Linked DNA regions of Xenopus tropicalis: region 2 is linked to region 1. Evidence: chromatin contacts called from public Hi-C data. All regions are on one chromosome and are shown on one strand. Each heading gives the region's core, a stretch centred on a gene start, on an enhancer-like site or on the middle of the called end of the contact. The rest is flanking DNA. Distances are from core to core; before and after follow the strand shown. Region 1 has its middle 12 kb from the start of mir208. Region 2 holds the start of LOC100485637 (myosin-7).

Region 1 (5,588 bases), core at 1,965-4,464:
CATTTTTCTGCATCTACTTCATTGGGCATTGTATTCCCCTTACAACTGGGACACCATAAGTTGGTCATGGCTTATTTAGTACTTTTTAAGAATCTTGGGGTCCAGCCTTCTGTGTTTTGCATTGGGCCTTCTTTTTTAAAACCTGGCTGTGGTCTTTATGCTAAACTTTGATCTTTGTGTTGGACCCAAGTGGGGGTCCTAAAATCCACTCCAGCTGCTCAACAGAATACTACAGAGAAACCCGCTACATACTTGTGTAACAATAGGGCAAGCACACTTTGTGACAGCAGGGGGGACCAAGAGGAGGGTAGGACCTGAATATACAATGCCTTTTTTCACTTCTCTTGGCCCCCTGGCCAAATTGTGTGGCTTAATCTGGTGTGGGTGGGGGTAGTGGGGGACTCAGCAGAAGCGTCCTCTTTACTGAACCATAATGATCAAAATGCTTGTCTCCTCCAACAGCCAATTTATATCCACTTGAATGGAAAACTAATTTTCTATGACAGACACTAGCCCTGTAAGTTTAACATCACCTCCACGTTTTAAATGAATACCTGCATTGCAGCACTACTGTCTATGTAGTGGCGGACCGTCTCTCCTATGGCCATGCAGACAATCTGACATCCAGGGTCCACTGTCAGTTAGATGGAGACAGTACCAAATGGTTTAAAGGTTGTATTCGCTTATGGTGGAAATAAGAAAGAGCTGATGAGAATAGTCCTAGACCTAGTCCTAGACAATGGCTCACTGAGACATCCTCTGGTATTCTGGCAAGCAAATCTGACCCCCTATTGAATGAAAAGCAGTTATCGGAAAAGGTGATCATTAGGAGTTAAAAAAATGCATGTCATGAACTGATCATACGTGTTAAGTTGTAACTGATCCCATGTCAGTACGTGTAGGCCAGTGTGAGGCACTTCCACATATAGTAGGGCTAACCTTAAGAAACACAATTAAGTCTCTCAAAATGTGGTTGGAAAGATAAAAGAAGTACAAACATTGGATAGGAAAATCTTTTTTTTGACAATACTGTTTGTTGAGTTTAATGGAATAAACCATGACTGTTCTGCTGGTTTTGGAATTTGTTGCAAATCCCTATCATCACCTGGAGAATTTTGTGGAATAACATGAAAAAATTGCCTAGTGGTGGTAAGCTGTGGTGTCTGAGTTTAACATGACAGATATCCTTTGCTGATTCTTATTGGAGAAGAATGATAACTCATTGATAACTGATATGAATTTCTTATAATTAACTTGATAATATGTTGATAAGCTGGTAATAATTATTTTATTAATACAATTGATTGATAATTTATAATGAACTGTTACTGGTGTTGTCTTTTTCAGTAGTTATATTAGGCCCTAATAAATCCATGAGATTTATAGCAGAAATGTTGACCCAATACAGCACTAAAGTTGGCCATACAATAACAAATTTTCCTGAGACCATTGGTTGCAGAAATAATCGTTCCTCCACTCCATTAAAGGAGAAGGAAAGGCTAAGTCACTTGGGGGTGCCAAAATGTTAGGCACCCCCAAGTGACTTAGATCGCTTACCCCGTACCCCGGGCTGGTGCCCCTGTTAGGAGAAAACAGCACCAGCCCGGGGTACCTGTAGCGAGCCTTCCTCCTTCCGGCTTCACACTGCCGGCGAAATCCGAGGGCCAGCGCATGCGCAGTAGAGTGAAAAGCCTACTTCTATGTTTCAGTTCGGCTTTTTCACTCTACTGCGCATGCGCGCGCAGCGAATACGGAAGTGGAAGCGCTCGCAGCTACCCCGGGCTGGTGCTGTTCTCTCTGAACAGGGGCACCAGCCCGGGGTAAAAAGTAAGCAATTTAAGTCACTTGGGGGTGCCTGACATTTTGGCACCCCCAAGTGACTTAACCTTTCCTTCTCCTTTAATGTTAAGAGCTCAATCATCAGATAAGCAGGTGGAAACAATAGGAATTCTGCCCCTATCTGATGATTCAGCATTAACGTACAGCCAATCTTTGGGCACCTTCAAAGGCGCCCGATCAAAATTTTTCATCCTGCCCAATATCCAAAGGTTTTGCCGATATCAGTCGCCTCGTCAATCCACCATACACACACTGAATATCTTATGATCTTGTTTCATAAGATAACATTGGTGCCTGTATGGGCACCTTAAAGCTAAAGACACACAAAACGGTTCAGTTGTCCGTGATAGATATCTGCTATCGCAGGCGACTATCAGCTCTAAAATGCCTTTCCTCTGTAACAATAGGAGTCAACTGTAAAGGCCTTCACTTCGATTTGGTTTTCAAAGTCACTTTAATTTGCCTGCAGGAGAAAACTTTGCTTGACTTTGGAATACAGAAGTGATGCGAAACCAGCAGCTTGTCAAAATAAATGCTGGCAATAGCTCTCTTGAGACAAATTAGGCACTTAGCACTTTAATAAACTTGGGTGCTATAATCATTATGGTGTTGATTTATGGACCATTATTTTAACACTCTTTAGTAAACTCTTTACACATCATTATACATATAAATGTGGGGTTTTGGCAACACAGTGGCACAAAGGCTAGCATTGGTTTGATTTCAGCCATTGCATGCAAGGTGTGGGTTAGGGCTGTAATGTATCATAGCAGTTACCTCTCTTTAGTAGAAACAGCTTGTATCCACAGTCTCCAGGCCATACTTTACACATTAACCATAAAAGTCAAATAAAAAAGAGGAAAGAAGAAGTGCACAGCTCAGTCTTTCATGGGCAAACAATTAATGTAAACATTTGAAAGTCTGAATGTGTTGTTCTACTGCCCAGCTCTCTTCACTCCAGCAACTGTTTAGTGGTTTGTTCTGTTTAACATTCTAAGGTCTTCTGTACATGTCTAGAACAATAAGAAAGGGTTAGCAAGGGCAAAACTAGGGTTAGCTCTGATTCTTATATATGCAGAGTGCTGGCCTGACTGCAAGCTGTGATTGGCTAAAGAATCCTGAAAAAAATTATTTTTCTGAATTTTTACATTTTATCAGATAGAAATAAATGCTCCAGATAGGTGACGTGTGAATTTTTCTGCTATTCTGGTAAATCTAGACTTTGCACTTCATGTTTGGTCATGGCTATATATAAGTATATATATATATATATATATATATATATATATGCATCTCCAACATCTTACACTCTTCCACTTCAGCCATAGCATCTGGCACTGAGATCATGTTACACCATTTTAGTGGTAAGTGAGAGCACTAGTGACAGTGTCTGCACATCCCCCAGCATTATCCAGCTGTCCTGCCTAGTCCCCAGCTGCTCTACATGGTCTCTGGGACATTCTAGGAATAAAGAGCAGGAAGTGTGATAGGGAGCAGTCCTGCAAATATCCATCAGCTCAGGCGGAACAGATTTACTACATCAGTGGCCATAAATAATATTTTAAAAAATAATAGGCATTCCTTTGATGTCAGGATGTGATTATGCATACTGTATAGGCTTAAGGGTAAGCACCCAAAAACGCTTTCCACTGGCAACAATAGGAGTCTGCGGTGGAAAGCCATTGACGTCGATTTGGTAAGTCACGCAACGTTTCCTCCTGCATCGACTTAACCCTAAAGGAGAAGGAAAAGCTACATCATTGGGGGATGCCAAAATGTATAGGCTTAAGGGTAAGCACCAAAAAAAGCTTTCCACTGGCAACAATAGGAGTCGGCGGTGGAAAGCCATTGACGTTGATTTGGTAAGTCACGCAACGTTTCCTCCTGCATCGACTTAACCCTAAAGGAGAAGGAAAAGGTACATCATTGGGGGATGCCAAAATGTTAGGCACCCCCCAGTGACTTTAATCGCTTACCTGAAACCTCTTGCCTGTGCTCCTCTTAGGAGAAAACTGCACCGGCCGGAGGGGTGGATGCAGGCAAGAGTTTCCTTCTTCAATCTCCACACATGCTCAATAGAGTGAAAAGCTAACTTTAATAAAAAGGCCAGCTTTTTTTGCTCAACTGCGCATAAGTCTGCCCTCTGCCCTGGGATTCTGAAGAAAGAAGACAGGAGGAAGAGGAACATTTGCTCACATATACACAGGGCCGGTGCAGTTTTCTCAACAGGAGCACTGTCCACTGCCATTACAATTTAGCTTTTTCTTCTCCTAAAAAGAGAAACTGCTTGTATAAAATTAAGTAGATATGCAGAAACTGCTGAGAACTTTTGCAGTGGTGTAACAAGAGAACTGCAAATTTTGCACAGGGGGCTCTCGTTTGTACCTGACCATCCCCCACTCTTTTCCCCAAACACAGCCAGCTTGTCACTACAGTGTCACAGGTCTCCTATCTCAGTGCCTTCAGGCAGCAATTTTACCCCCTGCCTTCAGTAGCTACAGCAGTGTACTTTGTCATGTGAGTAGAAGGCTACTTCTACACATAGGGTGAAGACATACGCAGCAATTAGTCGCTGCAACTAAAAAGTTGCGGAGACTAATCTGGAAAGCAAAAACTGCACGCGATTAGTATCACGCTTTCATTCACCTGAACTTTTTTCAGATTTGTGGACAAGTGATACAATTTTTTTAGACTTACTCTCCCCTCGGTTGATTCCTATAGGAATCGGCTGCACTGGCAGCACACTAGGGGGCACATTTACTAATCCACGAATTCGAATCCCGAATGGGAAAAAATCGTATTGGAAACTAAAATTTTGCGACTTTTTCGTCGCCGTTGCGTTTTTTCCATATTTTGCGCACTTTTTCCTTCGCCGTCACGACTTTATTGTATTTTGCGTGACTTTTTTGTCTCCGTCGCGATTTTTTCGTATCGAGCAATTGTAAACGGCGGAAAAACCAATCCGATTTTTTCGCAACGGCGATGAAAAAGTCGCGGAAAATATACGATAAAGTCGTAACGGCGACGAAAAAATTGCGGGACATAAGAAAAAGTCGCAAAAATACCGATCATTACGAAAAAAGCGTTCGGGCGCTTTTGGTCCATTCGTGGATTAGTAAATCTGCCCCTAGGGGTCAGGCAAATATATCACTAGAAAATGTATTAGCCAAGATTTTTGAGCAATAAGTGATTGACCTGTAAGTGGACACAAGGGTTTGGGCAATTCTCATAAGAATCAATATATGGGACTTTATTGTTAATTTTTGTGCCATTAGACTAAATAGATATCTTAGTAGAAGACATGTGGAGCTACTGAGTAGCAGCTACTTGACATGGTTACTAAAGGCCAGAAAATACCCTGCCATAGACAATATTTGCCTGCCTTGAAGTCAAAAGCACCAATATAATCATGGTTGCAATCATGGAATCCTCTTTTCCATTGGGTTACGCTGTACAAATGATTTTATGATCATAAGCGCAATAAAGATTCATATACCATCTGGGCAGATCAAAATTGCCTTGATGAACGTTATGAACGCCACAGTAGTTTTTATGAATTTATGTGTAAATTATATCTAATGGATTTATCAATTAATTAAATGTTAATGGTAATTAATAAATTAACTAGTTTTTGTGATTGAAAGCAATTGATTTTGTCCTCCACTACTTTTATGAATTGATTGATGAGACTAAAAATTGAGTGCAGTGAATAAAGCTGCTTTACCCTGTAATCTGATTAGTCATGAAAA
Region 2 (5,588 bases), core at 1,063-3,562, 170 kb after region 1:
TTGTTTTAAACACTTTCATAATGTTCTAGACATTTGTGCATGTTAAGGCACATTCACTTGGGTATTTAAACCCACAATTCACATGCGGGGCATTCTCTGTTGACCAAAGGCTACAACAATCACCTGCTGACTCTGGTACCTGTATTGTAAGCATACCCCAGCATTAAACAGTTATCTGACCAGCAGCAAATGTTACCAGAATGCACTAGCTGTCAACTACACTTTTAAATACTATGCCCCATTCTATCAGGTTTACTCTTTTTGCTTTTAATATCATCATTATAATTATTTTATACCGTATGTGTCATATCAAGCTTATTGCACTACTCTCAGTGTGCCACCCTTTTTTAGTTTTTTAATTTGGCTTTTCTTTAAAAAAAAAAAAAAATCTTGTCTTTTCAGTTCCCTAGCATTTTGCTGCCCATGCCTATTGTCAGCTCTTTTGTCCCATGATCCCTTTTCCCTATCCATAGGCTCCTCCACCCTCTGTTCTTTCTGTGATACTTTGTGTTTACCTTTCTCTCATACATTAACCATCTCACTTTTATTTTTGACCAGATATTCAGCTGTTTTATGATCTGTGATTTTTGTATTTTCTTCCGTTGTATTCCAGACTTTATACATTGTGCTGTGTGCTCAAGTTTTAATTTTTCCTAACATTTTATTTTTCTTTTATAGTTATTTATCATTTTTGACCTTTCCCTCCCAATGCGTTATCCCTGTTGTTCACAATTTCTCTTCTCTCTACTCAGCCCTTTGCTTATCAGCTCCCATTCTTTGCCTACATCCATTCTCTCTAGTTTCCTACTATCCTTTCCTTTCTTCTCCCTAGACATCTGCTTTCTCTGTTATTACAAGCACTATTCTTTAGCCTTAATTTTTAGCAGAGTGATTTTTCCAGTACATATCTACTGGGGGAATCATGCCAAAACTGTCATAGTAAGGTCAAAGTAACTGGCATTTTACTTCCCTCACATAAAACAGAATGACCATGAGTTACACACACACTGTATTTATAGTATGGCCATTTGAATTTCAAGATAAGATAATATAAATATATATATGTGCTAGGTCAAGAGGTTACATGCTAGGTGAGCATTAACAAATTTGTACAAATTCCCAGTTGTGGATTTTTTTAAAGATTTTACATGAATGTTAAATGCAAAGATGCAATACTAGAGTGTTTAGGGTATTTACCCAACCAAATGAAAATTAAACTGCTAAATATCTTGCATAAATATTCTATTATTGGCCAGCTAATCATGCCATTCATGCCCTTAGCCAGCTTTAGTGTATGACAGTGTGCATCTCAATGTTTATTGTGGCCAGTATTTGAGGTTACTCTGTTCTTGCGCTACATAGGCATCGTCTGCACTCAGGTCTATTTCCCTGCTATCAACAAAACCAATTAAGTATTCTTTTTTTTATCATATCCACTTCCGCTCACATTTATGTGTGCCACATGCAGGTTGGGCCTGCAGCTCTGGTTGAACATTCAGGTAAAATGGCAGATGCCTCAACAAAAAGAAATAAGAATTCTGCGAACACTACGACAGCACAGTCAAGCACAGCTTGCCCAACCAGAGCACATCGTTCCAGCTCATAGTGTATGAGTTATGTGTGTCCCATGTTCTACCTGTATCCTCACCCTGTCTAGTGACCAGCTGCTCACCCGCCATGGATTGTCGCATGCAAAGAGTTTCTGAGTGATGTATAAATGGTAAAAAAAATATAAAAACTAACATAAAATGTTATCCTGTTTGTGTCTTCTGTAATTTATATCCCTGCTGTTAACCAGTACAAAGTAAGCTATAGCATACCGATTATTACAATATAACCATTTGAATATTTCCACTAGGGAATAATCATGCTTTGTAATGAAGCATGTGTTTAATACCAGCTTCCAGAATTATTTCTATTTTGCCCAAAGCAGTGGTTTATGCGACTGTGAACTTAAAGTACAATTATTAAATTAGCGTCTATTAAGCAGGTCATGTATAAGTGGGTATGATCCCCATGCACATTTTAAGGTTTTTTCACAAGCTGCACAAAGACTGCAGTAAAGTGCCCCTAGGCACAATTTCTTTAGATGTTGGAAACTATGGCTATAGTGCTGCCCATTCAAGCGCCAGGTATATGATGGAAGATACATTGTGCCCAGTCTACCTTGCAAAGGGTTTCAGTAATACTATAGTACTTTTACTGGTATGTTCTTTGTGCATTAGTCTTTCTCACCATTCTCTGGAGGTCTCTCGTATCCTTCCCTTGGAGTCTCGCTGACAGCCTTATGTGATGATCATATGGATGTCTCGCTTTACCTTGCATGGTTCTCTTCTTTACTCATCTTTGGTATTAGGCCATGACTCAGTGTGGCATGCTGGACACGTTGACGTTATGACAAGGCCACATATATGGACACATATCACGTACAGGACAAATGCACACAAAGGGCAATTTGCAGCGCACGAATGACAATCACTTAGTGACTATGTCGCATTATAGAATAGAATGATTAAGATGGACAGCATTCATGTGCCAGTCTCTCTTCCTTTCTTGTGACATGTCTCATGTTGTCACATTTCCTTTCTCGCCTTTTCTCCCGCACTCAGTTTCATGCGTTTTCTGTTCCACACAATATAAGTACCAGGTGCCAGGTCTGAAGGGGCCGCATCTGTGCCAGCTTGTACGCCAGCGTTGTAGCTCTGCCAACTCCCGCTATATGCCTCTTTATGCCCATCTCACTGCCAATGCATATCTCTCATGCTGTCTTGTTCCCCGTCTGTGTCTCTCTCTGCCCCACTCTCTCTCTCTCTTTCTCTCTGCCAGGCTCTTTGCCTGGTTACGCGCACGCAGGGCATACACAAACGCGAATACATGAACACGCACACAGATGGTCAGTGCCCACAGCTGCCAGCTCACACCTCAGGGAGCTCATGCGGGTGGGGGTGAAATATATATGGCTGAATATTGGTGGGAGGGTAGAAGAGATGCTGATTTTTCAATGGCGGATGCATCTGCTACACTCTGCGCACTCTCCCTGCTTTTACTGCGCTGTCTCTCTATTTCTCCCTGTTGTCTCTTGCAGTCTGTCATCTTGAAGGAGGCAGGTACAGGCTGGCTCTGTGCCACTCACATGAGCCCCCTTCCATCACAACGGCCTGCATCCCCCGCTTTCACACAAATTCAGTCACCCCCCCCCTCAACATCACCACACAGCATTAATTAGCTGGAGAATTCATTATGCTCACAAATCCTAATTAACACAAACAGCCTAAGGGAATTGCCAGCTTTATTTATATGGCAGCCAAAAGGGTTAACGGTGGCTGGGCAGATCTCTCTTAGTAGCTCTTAGTGTTCATTAGACTACTGGTCGCTCTTTATTGAGTGCCTTAGTGCAAAAGGCATGGCAAAATGGGAAGTAAGGCAAAAGGAGTTAGTAAGACAGCACCACCAGCAGGTGAAACAGAGGTACTGTAGGTACTATAATAACATAAGACTACATGTACATTTTTTATTACTCCTTTGCCATTAAAACATCTATCTTCACCTTTACTTTAGCATTCTAATAATACATATTTAAAAATCTGAAATAAAGGTGGTGTGATTAGTTTGGTGCTGTGGGAAAAATACATTTAAGATTAAAAAAGCTAATGCTGCTAATTACATTTGCAAATTTTGCAGTATTAACAATTGCTTATACTTATGAAAAGTGGAGCAACAGATTGTTGTTAAAAAAAAAAAATCTTTATTTAAAAAAAACAAAAAACCTTTCAACCTCCGAACAAATGAACTTTCACACTAGCTGCCCCCCTGGTGGATAAAAAGCTCACCCCAACTGTAAACTTTTTATAACAATGAAAGTTTGTGTTAAGTCTGTAGCAAATGTAACTTGCTTGGTAGTGTAATACTGAAATTACAAGTAATAGTCTAGCATTGTTTTGCATATTTTAGTATTTGTTTTTGTTATAAAGTTGGTACGGCACACTGTTTCTTATTTCTATTTAAAGGATAAGCAAACCTTTAAAATAATTGCAATTAGCATTCATATTCCAAGATAGAAACATATATACTGTTAGTATGAATTCATTTTGTTACAACATGCCACCTGCTGGTCATTCTCTAACCGTGATCCAGTCGAGGAAAGAAAGAGGCCTGCTCTGATGTTCCTCTGTTGGGAAAAACATACGAAACCTCAGATAAAGTTTGTTGCGTCTTTCCTAAACAGGGAAACATTGCAACAGCCCTATTTCTTTCTTCTGACTTGTTTCTTGACTCAATTTCAGTCGGAAACTGAGCAGCAGGTGTCCCTTTTGTAACATAATTAATTCATATTTACATTTCTTGTAATATTAAAAAAAGATATTGAATGTAAAATTTCTTAGACTAACACTTCCATCCAGGGTTTTAATTACAGGAAGATCTTTGTCCAAGTCATTCTGAATTGAGAAAGCCAGTCAGGTTTTCAAGAAAAAAAAAATACATCAAGTCCAGTGATTTGACATATTACTGTGGATATCAATTATACATTCACTTAGTTTAAAGGTTTACTTATCCTTTAAGTACAAGGTCCATATTTCATACCAGCTCTGCTCTGTAAAGATGTAATTTCATGTTTAACTCCTTTATGTCAGATTTTCTCCTTCCAGAGGAACTTCTAGTTTAATTTTTAATGTTATCTATTGCAAAATGGATCACAGTAGTATGTTATTTTTATTTAGACATTTTAGATCCTATGCCAAGTTTGTGTAAGATGCAATCTTTTCTTTTAGGTCAAGCAAACTAAAAGAGCACATCTCTTTAATGTTCAACTTTGAACAGAGATTCTTAGTCTAAATAAAGTACCCACATACTAATGAAATACTATTTTTGCAGTAATGCAAAGGGGCTAATACAGCTACAACATTATAAACTATTCTCGTATTCCTAATATCTAATTAACAGTGCTAAGTTCAGTTATTAGTCAAACAGTGTCACAGCTCACTGTCTTGGATTTGAGGAATCTTAATCCATGTAGTGTCATGAATAGATGTCGAAAAACCTAAGGTCATTGCCATGTCCCAAAAGGGAAGTTGCTGATTTCACACATTTCCTGTACAGTATTTCCATTTTGCAAAAATGAAAAACGAAGACGCATCTTGAGGGGCACCTATAAGAAAGAAATTAAGGAGAAAGATTGTTAAGAAAAAGATGTAAAATTAAAGATTATTAAGATGTAATTATTAATAATATAAACGCAAACTATCTACTGAATGGTAGTGTGTTGGGGGTTTCCTTAATAGAGAAGGATCTAGGGGTTTTTGTAGATAACAAGTTGTCTAATTCCAGGCAGTGTCATTCTGTGGCTACTACAGCAAATAAAGTGCTGTCTTGTATAAAAAAGGGCATTGACTCAAGGGATGAAAACATAATTTTGCCCCGTTATAGGTCCCTGGTAAGGCCTCACCTTGAGTATGCGGTGCAGTTTTGGGCTCCAGTCCTTAAGAAGGATATTAATGAGCTGGAGAGAGTGCAGAGACTGCAACTAAACTGGTAAAGGGGATGGAAGATTTAAGCTATGAGGTGAGACTGTCGAGGTTGGGGTTGTTTTC

What was found. Hi-C and Micro-C count contacts between places; a contact is called where the count stands out from the background.
Region 2: a Hi-C map of neurula embryo shows a contact between it and region 1, with 4 times the contacts expected there. The contact joins the promoter of LOC100485637 here to the enhancer-like site in region 1. A contact is called at or near these places in 3 of 5 Hi-C or Micro-C datasets (gastrula embryo, neurula embryo and tailbud embryo).

What each region holds. Positions count from the first base shown.
Region 1 is chr1:139,762,552-139,768,139 of UCB_Xtro_10.0, forward strand. No RefSeq gene overlaps it. Among named protein-coding and RNA genes, the nearest start is that of mir208, 12 kb to the right of the region's middle. Within about 2 kb of position 3,215, at least 2 of the 11 cell types and tissues checked have an H3K27ac peak or open chromatin away from gene starts, as enhancers often do. A contact at or near this core is called in neurula embryo, where this site is marked.
Region 2 is chr1:139,935,218-139,940,805 of UCB_Xtro_10.0, forward strand. It overlaps LOC100485637 (myosin-7), which reads right to left and starts at 2,313. Exons shown (of 39, transcript XM_031891173.1): 1 at 2,236-2,313. zfhx2 (zinc finger homeobox protein 2) reads left to right here. Exons shown (of 12, transcript XM_031891153.1): 12 at 1-1,754. It overlaps ap1g2 (adaptor related protein complex 1 subunit gamma 2), which reads right to left. Exons shown (of 21, transcript NM_001102735.1): 21 at 3,723-5,146. It also overlaps a transcript of thtpa not described here.